Regions from separate parts of the Mus musculus genome. Here all the other regions are linked to region 1. A link is a contact called in public HiChIP or PLAC-seq and promoter capture Hi-C data. All regions are on one chromosome and are shown on one strand. The core of a region is the stretch at or near the end of the contact, and the rest is flanking DNA. Distances in the headings are between cores, read along the strand shown.

Evidence for each region. Promoter capture Hi-C pulls out the DNA fragments that hold promoters and counts their contacts. HiChIP or PLAC-seq counts read pairs in DNA pulled down with a chosen protein or histone mark.
Region 2: a promoter capture Hi-C map of liver shows a contact between it and region 1, with 4 times the contacts expected there. The contact joins the promoter of B330016D10Rik here to the promoter of Ddi2 in region 1. A contact is called at or near these places in 3 of 39 promoter capture datasets (cranial neural crest, liver and pre-B cells), 8 of 484 Hi-C or Micro-C datasets (B cells, CD4 T cells, CD8 T cells and 4 more), 6 of 115 datasets of contacts at active chromatin or transcription factors (the 230-238 cell line, effector CD8 T cells, embryonic stem cells and 3 more) and 2 of 9 other capture datasets (adipose tissue and liver).
Region 3: an HNF4G HiChIP or PLAC-seq map of pancreatic cancer cells shows a contact between it and region 1. The contact joins the enhancer-like site here to the promoter of Ddi2 in region 1. A contact is called at or near these places in 3 of 484 Hi-C or Micro-C datasets (CD4 T cells, CD8 T cells and memory CD8 T cells), 5 of 115 datasets of contacts at active chromatin or transcription factors (the 230-238 cell line, embryonic stem cells, extraembryonic endoderm stem cells and 1 more) and 1 of 9 other capture datasets (liver).

Annotation. Positions count from the first base shown.
Region 1 is chr4:141,721,660-141,724,976 of GRCm38.p6, reverse strand. Ddi2 (DNA-damage inducible protein 2) reads left to right here and starts at 1,558. Exons shown (of 10, transcript NM_001017966.2): 1 at 1,558-1,920. The coding sequence starts at 1,783.
Region 2 is chr4:141,544,314-141,547,630 of GRCm38.p6, reverse strand. It overlaps B330016D10Rik (RIKEN cDNA B330016D10 gene), which reads right to left and starts at 1,469. Exons shown (of 1, transcript NR_030695.1): 1 at 1-1,469.
Region 3 is chr4:141,563,845-141,567,161 of GRCm38.p6, reverse strand. No RefSeq gene overlaps it. Among named protein-coding and RNA genes, the nearest start is that of B330016D10Rik, 19 kb to the right of the region's middle. Within about 2 kb of position 1,656, at least 66 of the 459 cell types and tissues checked have an H3K27ac peak or open chromatin away from gene starts, as enhancers often do. A contact at or near this core is called in embryonic stem cells, extraembryonic endoderm stem cells and pancreatic cancer cells, where this site is marked.

The DNA.
Region 1 (3,317 bases), core at 309-2,808:
AGCAGCTGGGCTTTCTGTCACGGATGCTTGATTTCAGCCCTGTCCTGTGGTCCCAGCGTCTCCACTTCTGTTTTTGTAAAAGTCTTGCGCCTATGTATTCTGTCTTTTCTGCAAAGTGAAGTTCTTGCAGCATCCACAGCCACCCTGCTTCCCATTTCCTTCCTGTTCTGCTGGAGGAGGCTCCTCGCTCCACGGAGCCAGGAGTGGAAATCCTTGTGCTTGTAGTGATCCTGCAGTCTCTGCTCCTGGATGATGGTGAAATGAACCAATTCAAGACAGATTAGCTCGTCGTAAATGCGGGTTTGTTGGGTTGGGAAGCTTCTGTCAGGAGGACGAATTCACTGGTCCCAAGGAAGGAGAGGAAGGAAGCCATATTAGTCGCCATGGGAAGGGAAAGGAGAAGAGGGAAAAGAAAGAAAGAAAGAAAGAAAGAAAGAAAGAAAGAAAGAAAGAAAGAAAGAGAGAAAGAGAGAAAGAAAGAAAGAGAATGGGGGTGGGGGGGAGAGAGAGACCAATGATATCATATATGATATGATATCTGTATTAAATGCAGAAGAGTCTCTGGGGGAAGGGCAGCTGAGTCCCTGCCAGGTAGGGACAGAGGGATGTCAGGAGAACCTTGAGCCTTTGATTTGTACAATGCATACCTCAGCCCCTAATCCAGGACTGGAAACCAAACACTCCTGAGTGCTGGGATTACAAATGTGGACCACCCTAGTGGGCCCGGGAGATGTTTTCGGATTTTTACCATTCTTGGTATCTACATCTTCTTATGAATTGAGTGGCCACTAAAATAACGACTGTTTCCCAAGTACTGTCTTTTTGTCCTGCTGAGGTTGAGCTTGGTCCTGGTAGGCAAGATGTCAACAAGGTATTTTATCTATACCATTAAAGTAAATTGTTCAGACTGGAACACTTATGATCCAGGCAGGCTTGGAATTTGCCAGCCTTCTGTTCACCCTCCTGAGTAGCTGGGATTACAGGTTTGCGCTACCAGTCCCAGTATACGGAGTAAATTCTAAACCGTACCCAGTAAACGTCCAGTGCTGGATGCAGTCTGAGAGTGAGTTAACTAAGAACTGTGCTGTGTGTGTGTGGCTGCCAGCGCAGCCATGCCAGCCCGCAGGCTGGGATGGGCCTCGAGCACAGCAAAGGATCTGGATTTTCGTCCTACATTCATTACCAAGTCGAAACCGAGTTAATATTACTGAAATGACAACTTCCATTACGAAAACTCTGTTTTAGAAAGATGTGCTTAATTTGTCTTTCAACCATTTTTATGCACACGCCATTCGCACAGTAGGTCCCCGTTGGATGACTAACTGGGACTGGGATCCTGGAATACTCCGGAGCTCAAGCATTAAATCGTGGGGTTCCCCCACCCCGCATCCCCATTCCTCCCTCCAGTCTCCCCAGCCCCGCCCTGCCCCACAGCCTAGCGTCGCGAAGGCTGCCGGCAGCCTGGCGCGCTTTACGGCCGTGGCGTTGCGACGGGGCGGGGCGCCGGGCGGGCGGCCCGCGAGCTTGACGGCAGCGGTGGGAGGCAGGCCGGCAGGCAGGCAGACGGCGTCGCAGGCGGGTGGCGGCGGCCGCGCTGGCTGCCGAGGGCGGGAGCGAGTGAGTCATTGCGCGCGTGTGAGGGAGGAAAGGAGCGAGCGAGCGAGCGAGCGAGCAGCCCGCGCCCGTCGCCCTCCCGCCGCTGCCGCCAGGTCTCCCCAGCCGCCGACTGCCTTCCGCCCAGCGCCCAGGCCGGGCCGAGTCGAGCCGGGTCGGGCCCGGGCCATGCTGCTCACCGTGTACTGTGTGCGGAGGGACCTCTCCGAGGTGACCTTTTCCCTCCAGGTCGACGCCGACTTCGAGCTGCACAACTTCCGCGCGCTGTGCGAGCTCGAGTCCGGCATCCCCGCCGCCGAGAGCCAGGTACGCCGGGGTGCGGCAGCGAGCGGGGGCCTCCGGCCGCTGTGGCCGGGGGCGGGGGGAGCTGGGGGCCGGCGGGGGCCGAGTCCTGCAGCCGCCCGTGGATGCACCCACTGCAGCTAGAGGGGCACGTGCGCGGGCGGGCAGCCCTCCCCACCTTCTGGCCTTCGGGAGCCTGGGTCCTCATCCGGGATCTCCTGACTTTCCGACCAGAAATACCAGTTTGGATCACTGGGAGAACGACGCCTGCCTGGGGTTCGCTTATTTGGACCGCTCCAATATGCGCAGTTTACTACCTGGGAGAATGCAGATTTGCGGTTGAAAGTGAGGGGAAAAAGTTTGAGACTCACTCTGCCATTGACGTCTCTGGAAATGCATACATTTTTGGTTAATTTATTATATATGTATACACACACACACATATATATATGTCATATATTAATTAAAGTAATGGTTAGGTTAACTCAGTCTGTCTGCTTCTCTCAGGCCAAAGCCCTCCTCCTTTCTGGGCCCAGTTTAGTTGGGTCAGTTCAAAGCTCAGTGCTTTCGAAGGATATTAGCTTGAAAATGGCCTACTGTCTGAAGACCCCCGAGGGATTCGGCGGCCAGGAGTTCAGCCTTCTCATGTTTTAACAAGAAAATATATTCTCAAAATGCTTTGGTGTCCTTAGTAGACTTCATCAAACAATAGGTGGACTATTTTGTAACCTTTGCACTAAATCCCTTAAGATTCTAACCAAAGTGGCCCCCGCTGGGTGTAGTCTAAACACCAGAAAATTATAGACAGCTCCCAAGGCCCCAGAATGTAAATCTTGATTTCCTTCTGCAATTATGAAATAGTTCCAAAAACTGTTGCCCAACGACTGCCTGTTCTGTCCTGACTTACGGTAAACTCTGCGTGTCAATATTGTGTTCAGAAGTACCATTCCTTCACACAATGTGAACTTTAGAACCTTGGCATGCAGCTCTTTCTGGAAGGATCTATTTTAGGGAAGGAGGTGTCACTCACATACGCGGTCTGGCAAAAGTTGGGAATAAACAGTTCCCCCAATTTCCACAGAAAAATTAACCCACAAAAACCTAGGACCCCATTCCTGTTGGTCAGCCTCCTCATACAGGTAGCAGGGGCAAGCTAGGACCAGGGAGTTTGGGGGGCTGGGGGAGATTTGACTTTTTAGAGGATTGATTAATTGCTGGTTGTTGTTTGTTTTGTTTTTAAGGCAGGTCTCACTATATAAAACACTGGCTCCCATCTACACTCAGAGATCCCTGTTGACTTTGCCTCCCAAATGTTTGGAGTTAAGGCCTGAGCCATCACAACCAGCTGCTTTTGGTTTTTGTTTGTTTGCTTTGGTTTTTTTTGTTGTTGTTGTTGGGTTTTTTGTTGTTGTTGTTGTTTT
Region 2 (3,317 bases), core at 220-2,719, 180 kb after region 1:
CCACTATTACAGAAAACATAAGCAGTCGCCATAATTACACATAGTGAGAAGACAAAAAAAGAGGTTTACTGTAGCCAAGACACAAATAGATGAGTCAGGACGGGCTGGTTCCTTTATGATACCAGGCTTTTGTGAAGAAAAACCACGTCAACCATTAGGGGGAAGAAAACTGCACAAAAGCTGGAAGTCAAATTTAGCAGCGTTTTTCAAGTTTTCTGGGTTTGCGAAATAGTGCCAGAATTTTCAGCATTACACACAACTAAGATTCGCATTTTTAAATATTCCTCAAGAAGACATTTGCTTTTTCGGAAAGTGAAAGGGCGATGGATGTCAGGCACGTATTTTATTATTTATTTTTAATAAACTCATAGCTTTTTGAAAATAAGTGGAAGTTAAATCGACAGAAGAAAGCCATCACAGCATATTTATTGTTCAGGCTTCTGGGTCAGGGAGAATGGGCCCTGAAAGCCTTGTGCTCCGAGGGCCAGCCAATGGAAGCCGAGCTCTCAGCGCTCCTCCACCTCGTGGGCTGCACGAGCCCCGCCTCCTGGTGCTAGGTTCCGCGGAGTTTCGGCACCTTTGTTGCTTTCGGGACCGAACTTGACTTTGTTTGCAGAGGTGGAGGATGCCGAGCCCGGTTCGCCCGTAAGCCGCTTCCCACGGCGGCGATTTAAGTTTCCCCACGCAGGATGTCATCCCTCGCACGGGGGGACACACCCCGCTTCCGATGGGCTCCCGGATCCCGCACGCCCTGGGGCTGCCTCTCCCGGTTCACACGCTGCTGCTGCTGCGGCGCCGGCGGCGGCTGCAGAGCCCGAGGGGCCTCGCGACCCCCAGGCGGAGAACAAAGGGGGCCGGGGCCGCGCCCGCCGCCGGCCACGCCCATCGCGAGCCGCGGGGCCGCGCCCCGAGCCCCTCCCCCGCCCCCGGGCCGCGCAAAATGGCGGCCGCGCTACAAAATGGCAGCCGGGCGGGCCGTGGCGTGGGGACGCTGTCCCCGCGCGCGGCCGGGGTTCCTTCCCACGCTGTCCATGAGCTCGCGCGCGTGTGCGCGTCACATCCCCGTGAACCCCGGGGGCCCCCCGAGTGTAGACGGGCAGGTCAGAGCGCACACGGGAGCGGAGCTAAGGAGGACGGGGTTCGGGGACCCCTGACCTAGCGCCTCCCTGCCACTCCCAAGCCCCGGCGGCTGCGCCTCCATCTTTTCAATGTCCCCGCCATTCCGCGTCTCCCAGTCCGCTCCCTTGTCCCCACGCTTCCTCCTTGGATGGGAGTGTGTCGTCGGTCGTGGGCTCGGCTAAGGCCGTGTACTTTTTGTTGGGACTTTTCGCTGTCTTCTCTCAGAAAATGGCTCGCTTTCCATTCATCCCCTCAGGTTCCCTTTGTAGCCCTCTTTCCAGAAACTTCTCAGGGTAGCTCGGCCAGCAGCGGCGGCGAGCTCCGCGGCCTTCTCCACCCTTCACTGTCATCCCACCCCGCGCATGCGCCTGGCGGCGGCGGGCCGCGGCCCAGGCGCGCGCCCGGGAGACTGTGAGAGTGGCGCGGGCGCGCGCGGGTCCGCGGGGGCGGTGCTCTCTCACAATGGAAAGGTTGCCTCCCCCTCCAACGTTTCCCTCCGCGGCGAGCGCAAGCGCACTCGGGCGACCTCGCGTTCCTTGGAGGGGCTGGGAGGAGGGAGAGAAATGGGTGGCCTTGCCGCGCGCGTGCGCAGTTCGGCGCCGTGCATTTTTTTTTTTTTCCGCGTTGCCTGTGTGATGAGAAGTGGATCTGAGGACCTTCTTGTCCTGTCCTCCTTTCTCAACCCCCCCTCCCCCCCCCCCCAGTCTCGAAAACGGGTCCCTCCGGCTTGGAGGCAGGCCGGACAAAGCCGAGGCAGTGGGGTCGTCTTGCCCACCCTCTCCCGATCCACGTTTGAGAGTTTCCCGATGGACCTGGAGACCCTGCAGGCCCCGGGTGTTGGGCTGCCGCATTGTTCTCGCCTGGAAAGCGGAGGCGAAGGTGCCCTTGCTGGCGGGCCGCGTGTGCAGACGGAGCTCGCCGGGCCGCTCGGGTTCCCTTCGCCGTGGGCTTGCGCCGCGGTGACCACAGTGACCGCGATCGCACTTCCCAAGAAGTGTAGTGGAAAGGACTGTCAGGGCTGTGGGTTCCTGGGGGTGGGGGGCGGGGAAACTAAGAAACCCAAAACCCCACTTGTCATGGAGCCCACCTATGTGAACCCAGAGTTTGAAGGGCAGCCAGAGAAATTGCCTCTCGGGTTATTAGTGTGGGGCGGAGTGTGAGCCAGGAGTCTCCGTGAAGAAAGCACGCTGGTTGTGACAGCCCCACGTCGGGGAGACCCCAGGCTGCCCTTGGCCCTGCTGCTCCCCGGCGTGGGGTGGCGTGGGGGTGGCGGAGCGGCCTGCAGGTGTGTGAGCGCCCTTGACCTCTGTGAGGTCACCCGCCCGGGCTCTGGGCGGAGCCGGATCCGCCTTCCCGGTGGGAACCATGAGCTGGTGACCGGTTCCTCCCGGAACCATTAGTGTGGAAAGCCAGGCTAGAGGTAGAATTCTAGCAAAGCTGTAATACACGGGTTGCAAATGAACACTGAGTCATACAGTCTGTAAATTTGGAGAATCCCTGCCGCACGTTTCTCTGAACAGAAATTATATTTAATAGGGTCTTTCAAATCATTTTTCCACCAGTAGGAAAATAAAGCAAATACTGAGTTGGTTTTTTTAAAGTGTCCTAAAACATTAAAAAAAATTTTGGGGGGATTACATTGTTGAATAACTAGGATTTTTAGAAATATCCTTTACCATTTTTGTTTTGTTTTGTTTTTTAAGTTAGCTGCTCACAATGTAGCTCTGGCTGGCTGAGCTAGGCTGGTCCCTCCTCCAGGTGTTGCAAGTACCAAACTGATCTTAAGGGGAAATGTCCTTTCAGTGCAAGGTTTTTAGGACGAAGAACAACAACAACAAAGAAAAGAAAGAAAGAAAAAGAAGGGCTCTGTGTTAAAATTCAGATGTGTAGAGGTGGGGAAAACACCAGATTTAGGGCGTTTTTTTTTTTATTTACCTTTCTGAGCATTGGTGTTTTGCCTGCATGTATGTTTTTGTGAGACGGACAGATGTTGAATTTAGAGACAGTTGTGAGCTGCCATGTGGGAGCTGGGATTTGAACCTGCATCTTCAGGAAGGGCAGTCGGTGCCCCTAACCACTGAGATTCATCGAGCCCCTATTTAGGGCGTTTTGTCAGTGAAATTGTAAGAGATAACTCTCACTGGATGGGTGTGTGTTTTTTTAAAGTATTTTGAAATTCATCTAGACTCTTCAAAGAA
Region 3 (3,317 bases), core at 407-2,906, 160 kb after region 1:
TTGTATATTGGTGTTTGGACTGTATGTATGTCAGTATGGGGGTTGTTGGATCCCTTCGCAACCCCATTGGACTACATAGTGTCTTCTGCCAGGTAAGGACATGTGCAGCTACAAGGGAGGGGGGCATGGAGGGCGTCTTGTCTAGAAGGAATTAATAAATACAAGCTCATTGGGAAGTGCCTCTAAATTAGGGTTAGTAAGCCCTAGAGTGCTTCCATTCTAGGAGGTACTGTGTGTGTGTGTGTGTGTGTGTGTGTGTGTAAAGAATAGTGGACTAGAGACATGGCTCAGCAGGCTGCTCTTCCAGAGGACCCCAGTTCAATTCCCAGCACCCACATGGCAGCTTACATCCTGTTTCCAAGGGACCTGACACCCTCATACTGAAATATACACAGTCAAAACACCAATATACATAAAATACAAATAAATTAATATTTAAAAATGAACCAAGGAAGGCCGGCTGCGATGACAGCTCTTAGGAGGCAGAGGCAGGTAGATTTCTGTGAGCTCCAGGCCAGCCAACTTGAGCTGCATAGTGAGACCATGTCTCAAAAACAAATCAACATCAAAAAACCAGTGCATGCTCTCTGTCCAGAGCCATCTCTTCAGTCCCAACTAGGGTAGACTTTAAAAACTATTCCTGAGCCATAGGCTACGCTTGGGGAATGCCTACAGCTAAGTCTCAGCCCCTTGTATTTCCTTAATGGTTGGGGGGGGGGGCTGAGGCTAGGGGAGTGACCCTAGATAAGCCACTCCCATCCCTGCCTTCCATCCTGGGGCTCCTGGCAGTCTGAGGACTCATCACCAAACCTACTTGTTCAGATTGATACTTCCCCCAGAGCCAAATTCGGCCTTTTCCCAAAAGTGTGAACTGCATTGGATCAACCGGTTCTAAAAGTGGATGGCTTATCACCTTAGGCCAGTGGTTCCCAACGTTCCTAACACTTCGTGCAACTCTTTAAGACAGCTCCTCCGTTGTGGTGACCCCCAACTAGAAAATTATTTTCGCTGTTACTTCATAACTGTTATTTTTCTACCGCTTTCAATTGTACTGTTTCTGTGTTTTGCGACGGTATTGTCTTAGGCAAAAGGGTCTTTCAGCACTCCCTTACCTTATGAAAGGGGTCACAACCCACAGGTTGGTAGCCGCTGCTTAGGACCATAAGTACTGCTGGACTTGTTTTGTTTTACTTTGTTTTGTTTCGAGACAGGGTTTCTCTGTGTAGCCCTGGCTATCCTGGAACTCACTGTAGACCAGGCTGGCTTCAAACTCAGAAATCTGCCTGCCTCTGCTTCCCGAGTGCTGGGATTAAAGGCATGTGTCACCTCTGCCCAACTGCTAGACTTTGTTTTCACTTTGCTTTCCTCCTTTTTTTTTTTTCCTTTCCTTTTCTTTTTTAAATATTAGACAGGGTCTCCTGTGGCCCAGGTGGGCCTCAGACTCACTAGGAGGCCGGGAGATGAGATAACTTCCAACCTCTGATCAACCCACAAATGCTTAGCCACCCACAGAGCTCCCAAATCTGTCTTTTGTGGCCTTTTCTAAGAGAGGTGAGGAAAGCTGTGGCTTTGTCCTTCACTAGTTCCAAGGAACAGCGGGGAGAGCTGAATCACAATGGGTGGATTCCAGCCCCAGCCGGAGCGGGAAACAACGCCCCACCCGGCATTTTAAACCAAAAAGCTTTCTGTTCTCTCAAGTCGGAGCTCATTCTTGGGCTCTGAGGACTGGGGAAGTATGGAGGGGAAATAGCTTACATTCCATAGTTCTGTATTTAGCATCTTCTTAGAAACCCACATTGAAAACTAGGTTTCTTTTTTTAAAGTCTTTCTTTCTTTCTTTTTTAATTATGTACTTGAAGTGTATGCACCAGAGCACAGGGGGCCTCAGAGGCCGGAAAGGGTGTTGAATCCCCAGGAGCTCGAATAACCAAAGTCCTGTCCCGTGTCCGTCCCCCACCCCCGACCCCCCCACCCCGAGTGGGTGCTGGGAGCCAATTCAAGTTCTCAGCAAGAGTGGTACAGGATCTTTTTTCTTTTAAAAATTTATTTATTTATATGTAAGTACACTGTAGCTGTCTTCAGACACACCAGAAGAGGGCGTCAGATCTTGTTAGGGATGGTTGTGAGCCACCATGTGGTTGCTGGGATTTGAACTCTGGACCTTCAGAAGAGCAGTCGGGTGCTCTTACCCACTGAGCCATCTCACCAGCCCCCGTGGTACAGGATCTTAACTGCTGTAAGTTCAAGGTCAGCATGGTCTACATAGTGGGAGCCTACCAGGAGCTCCACAGAGTCTTCTCTTGCTGTGTTGATTAGCAGCCTCAGGGTTCAGATTGGCTGGGCAAGCTCTCTTTCCCGGCCCTTCAGCTGCAAGGTAGCAGTTGCTACTACCCCAAAATCTCTCTGGCTGTCACTTGCTGATCAAGGGATCCACCCTCTTCTTAGTAACAGCTGGCTCAAACCTTCCACCTTTCCAGATGACACAGTAGCCTGATTTAGTAAGTCTTACTCAAGGAAGTGTGTATATGGGTTAAACCTCATTTAAAAATACCCTTTTCTTGCCAGGTGTCCTGGCACACACCTTGAATCCCAGCACTTGGGAGGCTGATTGGAGGATGAACTCTCCTGAGTTTGAGGCCAACCTGGTCTATCTAGTAAGTTCTGGGACAGCCAGGGCTACACAGAGAAAACCCTGTCTCAAAAAACAAAACAAAACAAAACAAAAGGAAACAGACAATGAAAAGACAGAAAGAAAGCCTTTATTCAGGCTGGCTGGGAGTACAGTCTGGAGTTCCAGACAAAGCGAAGCACCGCTAGGCATTGTGGGAAAGGACTTTTTTTTTTTTTTTTTTTTTTTTTTTTTGGAGACAGGGTTTCTCTGTATAGCCCTGGCTGTCCTGGAACTCACTTACTTTGTAGACCAGGCTGGCCTCGAACTCAGAAATCCGCCTGCCTCTGCCTCCTGAGTGCTGGGATTAAAGGCGTGCACCACCACGCCCGGCTGGGGTATCTTTTTAGAAAGATTTATTTATTTGTATATGCACTGGTGTTCGGCCGGCATGCCTGTGCCAAGGCGCCAGATCCTTTGGAACTGGAATCACAGGCAGCTGTGAGCCGCCATGTGGGTGCTTGGTACTGAACTCAGGTCCCCTGGAAGAACAGTCAGCGCTCATAACCACTGAACCATCTCTCCAGCCCTAGCTGGGACATCTTGACCTCCGTTCCTAGAACAGAGTCGTGTCATTTTCCATGGGATTCTCCATGAAGGAGATCAAATTCTAGTTAAGCATGAACTGGCCTCAGCAAGAATACAAGAT